Regions from separate parts of the Zea mays genome. Here region 1 is linked to region 2. The links are chromatin contacts, called in public Hi-C maps. All regions are on one chromosome and are shown on one strand. The core of a region is the stretch at or near the end of the contact, and the rest is flanking DNA. Distances in the headings are between cores, read along the strand shown.

The links. Hi-C and Micro-C count contacts between places; a contact is called where the count stands out from the background.
Region 1: a Hi-C map of leaf shows a contact between it and region 2, with 5 times the contacts expected there. The contact joins the enhancer-like site here to the promoter of LOC103651469 in region 2. A contact is called at or near these places in 2 of 25 Hi-C or Micro-C datasets (endosperm and leaf).

What each region holds. Positions count from the first base shown.
Region 1 is chr3:222,755,646-222,759,124 of Zm-B73-REFERENCE-NAM-5.0, forward strand. No RefSeq gene overlaps it. Among protein-coding and RNA genes, the nearest start is that of LOC100281232, 12 kb to the left of the region's middle. Within about 2 kb of position 2,161, at least 8 of the 20 cell types and tissues checked have an H3K27ac peak or open chromatin away from gene starts, as enhancers often do. A contact at or near this core is called in leaf, where this site is marked.
Region 2 is chr3:222,597,331-222,600,721 of Zm-B73-REFERENCE-NAM-5.0, forward strand. LOC103651469 (cytochrome P450 72A13) reads right to left here and starts at 1,471. Exons shown (of 5, transcript XM_008677098.4): 1 at 893-1,471; 2 at 1-205. The coding sequence starts at 1,235.

The sequences.
Region 1 (3,479 bases), core at 911-3,410, 160 kb after region 2:
GGCGCGGCGTCGGCAGGCGGATATCGACGCCGATGTGCGCGCGAGGACCTTGTGCGTGCAACTGCGGCGTGGCGTCCTGCGCGCCAGGTGCAAACCGCGCGCGCGCAGTGGTGCGGAGCTGCCCTTCGGCGGCGGCGGCGGTCTGGTGCGCGTTCCCGACGTGTCGACGCCTTGTCGGTTCCGCCGTAGACAGCGGGGCTGGCCTGTGACACGGACGGTTTACAAACCTGCGATCGAAATCGCTCACGATTCGATCGCTCCGTTCCGAAAGGGAGGCACGATCCACTGTCGACGAGTGAATATATGCGTGTTCGTGCGCGCCCCACTCATGAGGAGGAAGCTTGCTGCACGTGGTTCAATGCCTTCTCTGTACTAGTACACAGGCACAGCTCCGGTGCATGCATGTGGTCAGCCCCCCGTCCCGTCGGTTGCACGCACGAGTGCTGTATATTGGATTCTTCTTTTTTTATAGTAGCTTTTCCTTTTCGCTTCAGCCTGAATATCATCGACACCATCCATATTACGTGCATGACGCCTGTGGTCAGCTAGCTTGCTATACTGAGCACTAACTGACAAGTCCTTTTACCGTGTGTCGTTATAAAAGTTTGTATAATTATTGGTAAGGCATTAAGAAATTTGAATTGTCAGTTTAAGCTCTCTGTTTTGCCTTCATGTGACTCACGTCACCTTGCGTCGGAGAAATTGAAAATACTCTATTGGCTAATTCAGAAACTCAAATCCTCTTTGCATCGTGTTATTTTTATAGGGTGCCATTTAAGTAAGACATTTAGTTCTTCGTGAGAGATTTTTTCTCCATATGTTTGGCCTCCATTGCCTCCAAATTAGTTATAAACATGTTAATTTTTAGCTTTTAATGGTCTTAACTGAAAAAACTTTTTAATGAAGTTAAATAAATATATATTTTTAATAAAGAGATCAATAAGTTTCTATTATTGAGTTTTTTTTTATTTAAGATCATTTAGACCTGAGGCTATTTTAAATATTTATCACCGTAATTTAACACTGTTAGAGCCAAATCTGATGAAAAGTGGCATTGATAGAAACAAAAAATTTGGACTACTCAACACCGATGGTGACCACTCAACTTTTTTTAGTAATAACTTGTGAGCAATTATAAACTTCCATAAGGGCATGTATAACCGTGCTCATTATATATGGGGTCCTACGGGGTTTCTAGAGGGTCGTCTTTCTCTATACATATTGTCTTTTACTATATTTATGATCTAAGGATCAGAATAGTATAATGTTGTATTTAGCTATTACTTGTACGTGGAAAACCATCGAGGGGCTCATCAGGGCTGTACATGTCATAAGGTTATTTTTCATTGCACTGTTTTCGAGAATGACACATCATCATTTATCTACGAAATCATGTATGCTAAGTTTCATCTAGATGAAACTCTCTCACCTCTCGTTAAACTCTCACTATTTCTCTTATTAAATTCTTGTCATGTCACCATCCTTGCTTATATGGCGATATATTTAATGAAAATGAAACTAAAATAAAATTTCCACTAAAAATAGTCTAATACTCCCTTCATCCCCAAAATATAATTCATTTTATACTAAACATGCATTCATTAATTAACCTATGAATGTAGTTTGTATATATGTCTAAATTCATTCTCACCCATTTGTGGACCGAAAAAAAAGAGGACTCCAAAGGACTATATTTTGGAACGGAGAGTAACATACATAGAAAAAGGCTCATATATAAACATGCCCTTTAGTTTTGGTAACAACTTTAGATTGACCATTTATACATGCATCATGGTAACGATGACTCGCCGTGGAAGTACTTGCCCCATAGCTCTTCTATCAACATTAGCGCACGGCGTAGCAGAGGCGAGAAGGATATGCGGGAAAGCATACCTAACATCTAAGCAAAGTGTTCAACGAATGATAGCGACATTGTTGATGTGCTCGTACGAGTGATCTTTTCTTTTTCTTTCTCAGTAAACCATATCATCGCCCATCACATTGCAATTTATCAGGAAGATGGATCTTTTCTTTTTCAGTACGCGACATTGGCTGACTAAATGTCGAGCCCGGCCATTTTCATCTATGAAAGCCCGGCCCGATGTTTCCAGGCCACCAGTCGCCAGTCGGGCCTGCAAAGTGACCCATTAATAGGCCAATAGCCCACTAACCAACCAATATTAGTGACGGGAAGGCTCCCCACTATCAACCATCAGATCAACCATTCCCCAAAACCCCCAGCCTCCCTAGGGTTTTGCTCGGCGAGTCGGAGTTGGATCCAGTTCTGCGGGATCGCCATGTCGTCTATATGAACATGATGAACGAACTATATCCGAAATTCCGATGTGTTTGTGCCTCTTGCTTGTGCTCATGTCTTGGATGGTTGTGGTATTGTGGAATCTGGCATTTGACTAGTCTACATTATGATTCGTTAGTGAATTTTTGTTGCCTCACTTTTATAGCATAAAGCTTAGGAGTGTCACAATTGTAATACTGGTGGCTTTGCTTTGTTTATTTAAGCAAATTGAAAATTCAAGTGTAACAAAAAAAATGTGATATATTTGCTACACCTAAACTTATAGAGGAGTGCTTTGCGGTTACAGTTCAACCTTGATTAGCGAATCCTAATGCAAGGGAGAAACTCTTTTTTTTTCTCGAAAGCGCAGGAGAACTGCGCATCATTATATTAAGTAGAAGGAAAAGAGGGTCCAAAATAGACCAAAGTACAAAAGACCTCCCCGGAGGGGATAAAAAACCAAAGAAAAAAGAAGAGAAAAAAACAAAAACAAGAGCAAACAGATCCTGAAAAACAAAACCAGCCCATCAGCGATAAACCAGGCAGCTAGGTGCCCCTGATGGTTGCGGCAAGAAAGGAGAGACCCTTAGCTCCTGCCATTTCCCACAACTGTTGTTCCTCCCTTGCCTGACGAAGAGCTGCAGAAACACTAGGGGAGATTCCATCAAAGACAATTCGATTCCGATGATTCCAAATAATCCAGGCTCCCAAGGCAATAAGGGAGTTGACACCCTTCATAATCATATCTCCAGAGCCATTGTCTATCATCTCCCACCAACCCGTAAAAGACACCGTACTAGGTGTAGGAGCCAGATTTTGTAGTCTGAAAATGCACATCAGCCGGAACCAGAATTCTCTCGCAAAAACACAAGAAACCAAAATATGATCCAAAGATTCAGACTCTTGGTCACAAAGCGGACACTTCTCCGGATGATCAAGTCCTCTCTTTGCCAACCTATCTGCTGTCCAGCATTTATTTAGCACCGATAACCAGAGGAAGAAGTGGCATTTAGAGGGGGCCCAAGTTTTCCAAACTCTTTCATAGTGACCGAAATGCACAGCCCCGATGAACAACCCATCATATGCAGCCTTAGCAGAATAAGTCTCATTTGCAGCAATACTAAAAGTATGTTTATCTTCTATATCTGGCAGCAGCTCAAAATCTGAAATTAAATTCCAAAGA
Region 2 (3,391 bases), core at 221-2,720:
TGGAACGCGGGGTTCAGGATCCTCCTGTGTTTGGCCCATTTCTCGCCGTCGTAGCTCGCCACCCCGAGGGCGATCATCTTCCCGAGACTCTTGTTCGTGAACTTCTCGAAGTGGCCAAACTTGTTCGATAGGATGTCTCTGACTAACTCTGCCTCCGTGATCACCACCCTGGGAATCGGTCCGAACCAGGTAATACAGATGTTGCCTGCAGTTCAGCGTCTGCGCCGTTAAGTCCAAACGACAAATCCAACTCCATCTTTGAAATTTAGGGAACTTTTGTAAAATTGCACTATTCAGCGACAAATAAAAAGAAACATAGGGAGTAATTAGTAAAAGGAATGGGCAGATATTATAACCGAGTTTGTATAAGTGGGGAAATGAGCTTTCGCAAATGAAACAAAAAGTATCATAGGTTTTTCCAGGAAAAAAAATAGGTAACTGAAACTATTACTATCGTGAAAAATTCTTTTGCAAATGGGACAACACAATGGATGTGTATCATAGGTCCGGTGACCGGAGTGGCCGCCTACTGGCCGGTGTCAAATGGATATGATACAGCTTCTGGGAAGAATTCAAACTTGCCACGTGAACATACATGCATGGCTGTCGGGCGGCCAATAGTAATCCACAACACACTAGTCAAGCGAACGTCAACCTCAGCGTTCACGTCGGAGTCGGACCATATATATATAAGAAGGAAGCATCCAACGAATGAATTCTCGGTTGGACCATACCATCCGTCGTCCGGAAGATCTTAGGCGCGCGGCGAGTATACTAGTACAGTCTGTGCTAAGCAAGCTGTTGATGGACACGTGTGGAGATAAACGACAAAGCTACATATATAGCTAGCTTAATTACGGGAGACTACTTGGGAGTTTGGACGACGACGTACCGTGGTCCTTGACGGTGTTGAAGAGATGCGGCATGACGCGGGGAACGACGTCATGGCTACACGGCGGCTGCATGGGCCTGGACCGCGCCTCGTCGTTGAGGCGGGCGTTCTCCTTGAGGTCGCCCGCCGGGAAGCGGTACGCCGTGCCGGTGAGCCCCTGCGCGCGGAGCGCCCGGCCGAGCCGCCGCGGCCGCAGCCAGAACGTCTGCGCCGCCCGGTAGGCCCCCCACGCGACGAGCAGCGCAAGGAGCCCCTGGAGCAGGCTCCACGGCGGCGATGGCGAAGACGAAGCCGCCGCGGCTGCAGCTGCAGCTGCAGCTGCTACGACGACGTCGTCGTCCATTTTGCTTCCGGCCTAGCTGCTTTCGAGTTTACGTACGTGTGCTGCGATCGACAGCCACGTACAAGCCCACAGCGTTGTTGTGTCTTGTGTGTGTGTGCGCTTTTACCGAGAGAGACGAGAGCGACGGTATTTGTAGTAGTGGTGGTGGTAGGCCTCCGCACAGCGGCACGGCCACTGATTGGTGCGATCCGTTGGCATCACATGTTTTGGCTACTTCGTTTCTATCTGCAGTTGGTGTCTATGCTTTCTTGGCGGGCACGTACGTACGCTTTGGCTTGTGGAATAAGATGCAACCACGCAAAAGAAAGACAGCCAAAAGTGTCCTGTGGCGCACACTCGCCAGCAAAGCCGATAAGGTTTCATTTTAATTAATTTGACGATATATATATATATATATATATATATATATATATATATATATATATATATATATATATATATATATATATATATATATATATATATATATATATATATATATATATATATATATATATATATATATATGGTAAGTCCCTATAGTATGTATAGTTTGCTATATATAGCTTCTCTAGAAACTGTGGAAAGTGAATATAATACTGTACTATAATAAATAAACGGGTTGCACTGAAAGACACTAGTCACTTACGTTTGCAAGTACGTAATCATATCTAGATGGAGGACAGTTCGACGAAGATATGTGAAAATATACGAGAGCGCGGTAGCTGGTACGTGTGTTGATTGATTAGCCAGAAGAAGAATCCGGCCTGCATGCTGCAGGCCATGCCTAGACAAGGATGGGCCAATGCAAGATTTGTTATATGTCATACATTGTTTCCAACGACGGGACATCTACTAGCTAGAATTACCCTATATTTACGATACGATAGACCTTTGGAGCCGGGCCTTATGCCCTTATCCATCTATAGTTGTTACTCAACGTGACAAGAAATTACACGCACGCATATGTAACGTTCTCCCTCGATCATCATATCAATCGTAACTGTGTTAGGTTTATATTGTTCTCTTGACTTCTCCAGGAGTCTAGATGACGATAACGTCTTTGTAAAACCATCCGTAACTTGACCTCTCGAAGATATACAAGTCTATTTTTCTAAAAGTTTTCTTCTAACTCGTTCTCTAACCAATGGAGCGTTTGGTTGGAGAGTTGTCGGCGTTTCGAGACAGGGGGTCCCTAAGCCGACGAGTGAGTGTGCTGCGTGCCCCAGCCCAGATGGGTCGAGCGCGTGGGCGAGCGCGAAGGGGGGAGAGGCGAGGTGGCCGGAGTCGAGCGTGAGAGAGGTGGAAGTCCCGCGGCCTTCGTGTTCGTCCCGCGCCCAGGTCAGGTGCGCTTGCAGTAGGGGGGTTACAAGCGTCCACGCGGGTGAGGGAAGCGAGCGGCCCCAAGAGAGCGCCTGTCCCGTCCTCGGTCCCGCGCGGCCAACCTTCTCTAAGAAGGCCCTGGTCCTCCCTTTTATAGTCGTAAGGAGAGGATCCAGGTGTACAATGGGGGGTGTAGCAGAGTGCTACGTGTCTAGCGGAGGGAGAGCTAGCGCCCTAGGTACATGCCAATGTGGCAGCCGGAGAGATCTGGGCACCCTGCTGGCGTGATGTCGTGGCTGTCGGAGGTGCGGCGGAGCCTGGCGGAGGGACAGCTGTTGGAGCGGTCGAGTCCCTGCTGACGTCGTCCTGCTTCCGTAAGAGAGCTGGGGGGCCGCCGTCGTCATAGAGCTTGTGGAGCGCCATCATTGCCCCTCCGGCGGAGCTGGCCGGATGGGACGCCGGTCTTGTTCTCCGTGACCCGAGTCGATTCGGGGTAGGATGATGATGGCGCTTCCTGTTGACGTGGCGGTCTGTGCTCTAGGCGGGGCGACGTGGGGGTTCCTCCGAAGCCGAGGTTGAGTCTGCCTTCCGTTGCCGTGGTCGAGCCCGAGCCATGGGGTCGGGCGAGGCAGAAGTCGTTCGGCCGAGGCCAGGGCGGAGTCCGAGCCCTGGGGTCGGGCGAGGCGGAGTTTCGTCGTCTTTCGGGTCTTAGCCCGAGTCCGAGCCCTGAGGTCGGGCGGAGCGGAGTTCGCCGTCTTCCGGGTCTTAGCCCGAGTCCGAGCCCTGGGGTCGGGCGGAGCGGAGTTCGCCGTCTTCCGGGTCTTAGCCCGAGTCCGAGCCCTAGGGTCGGGCGG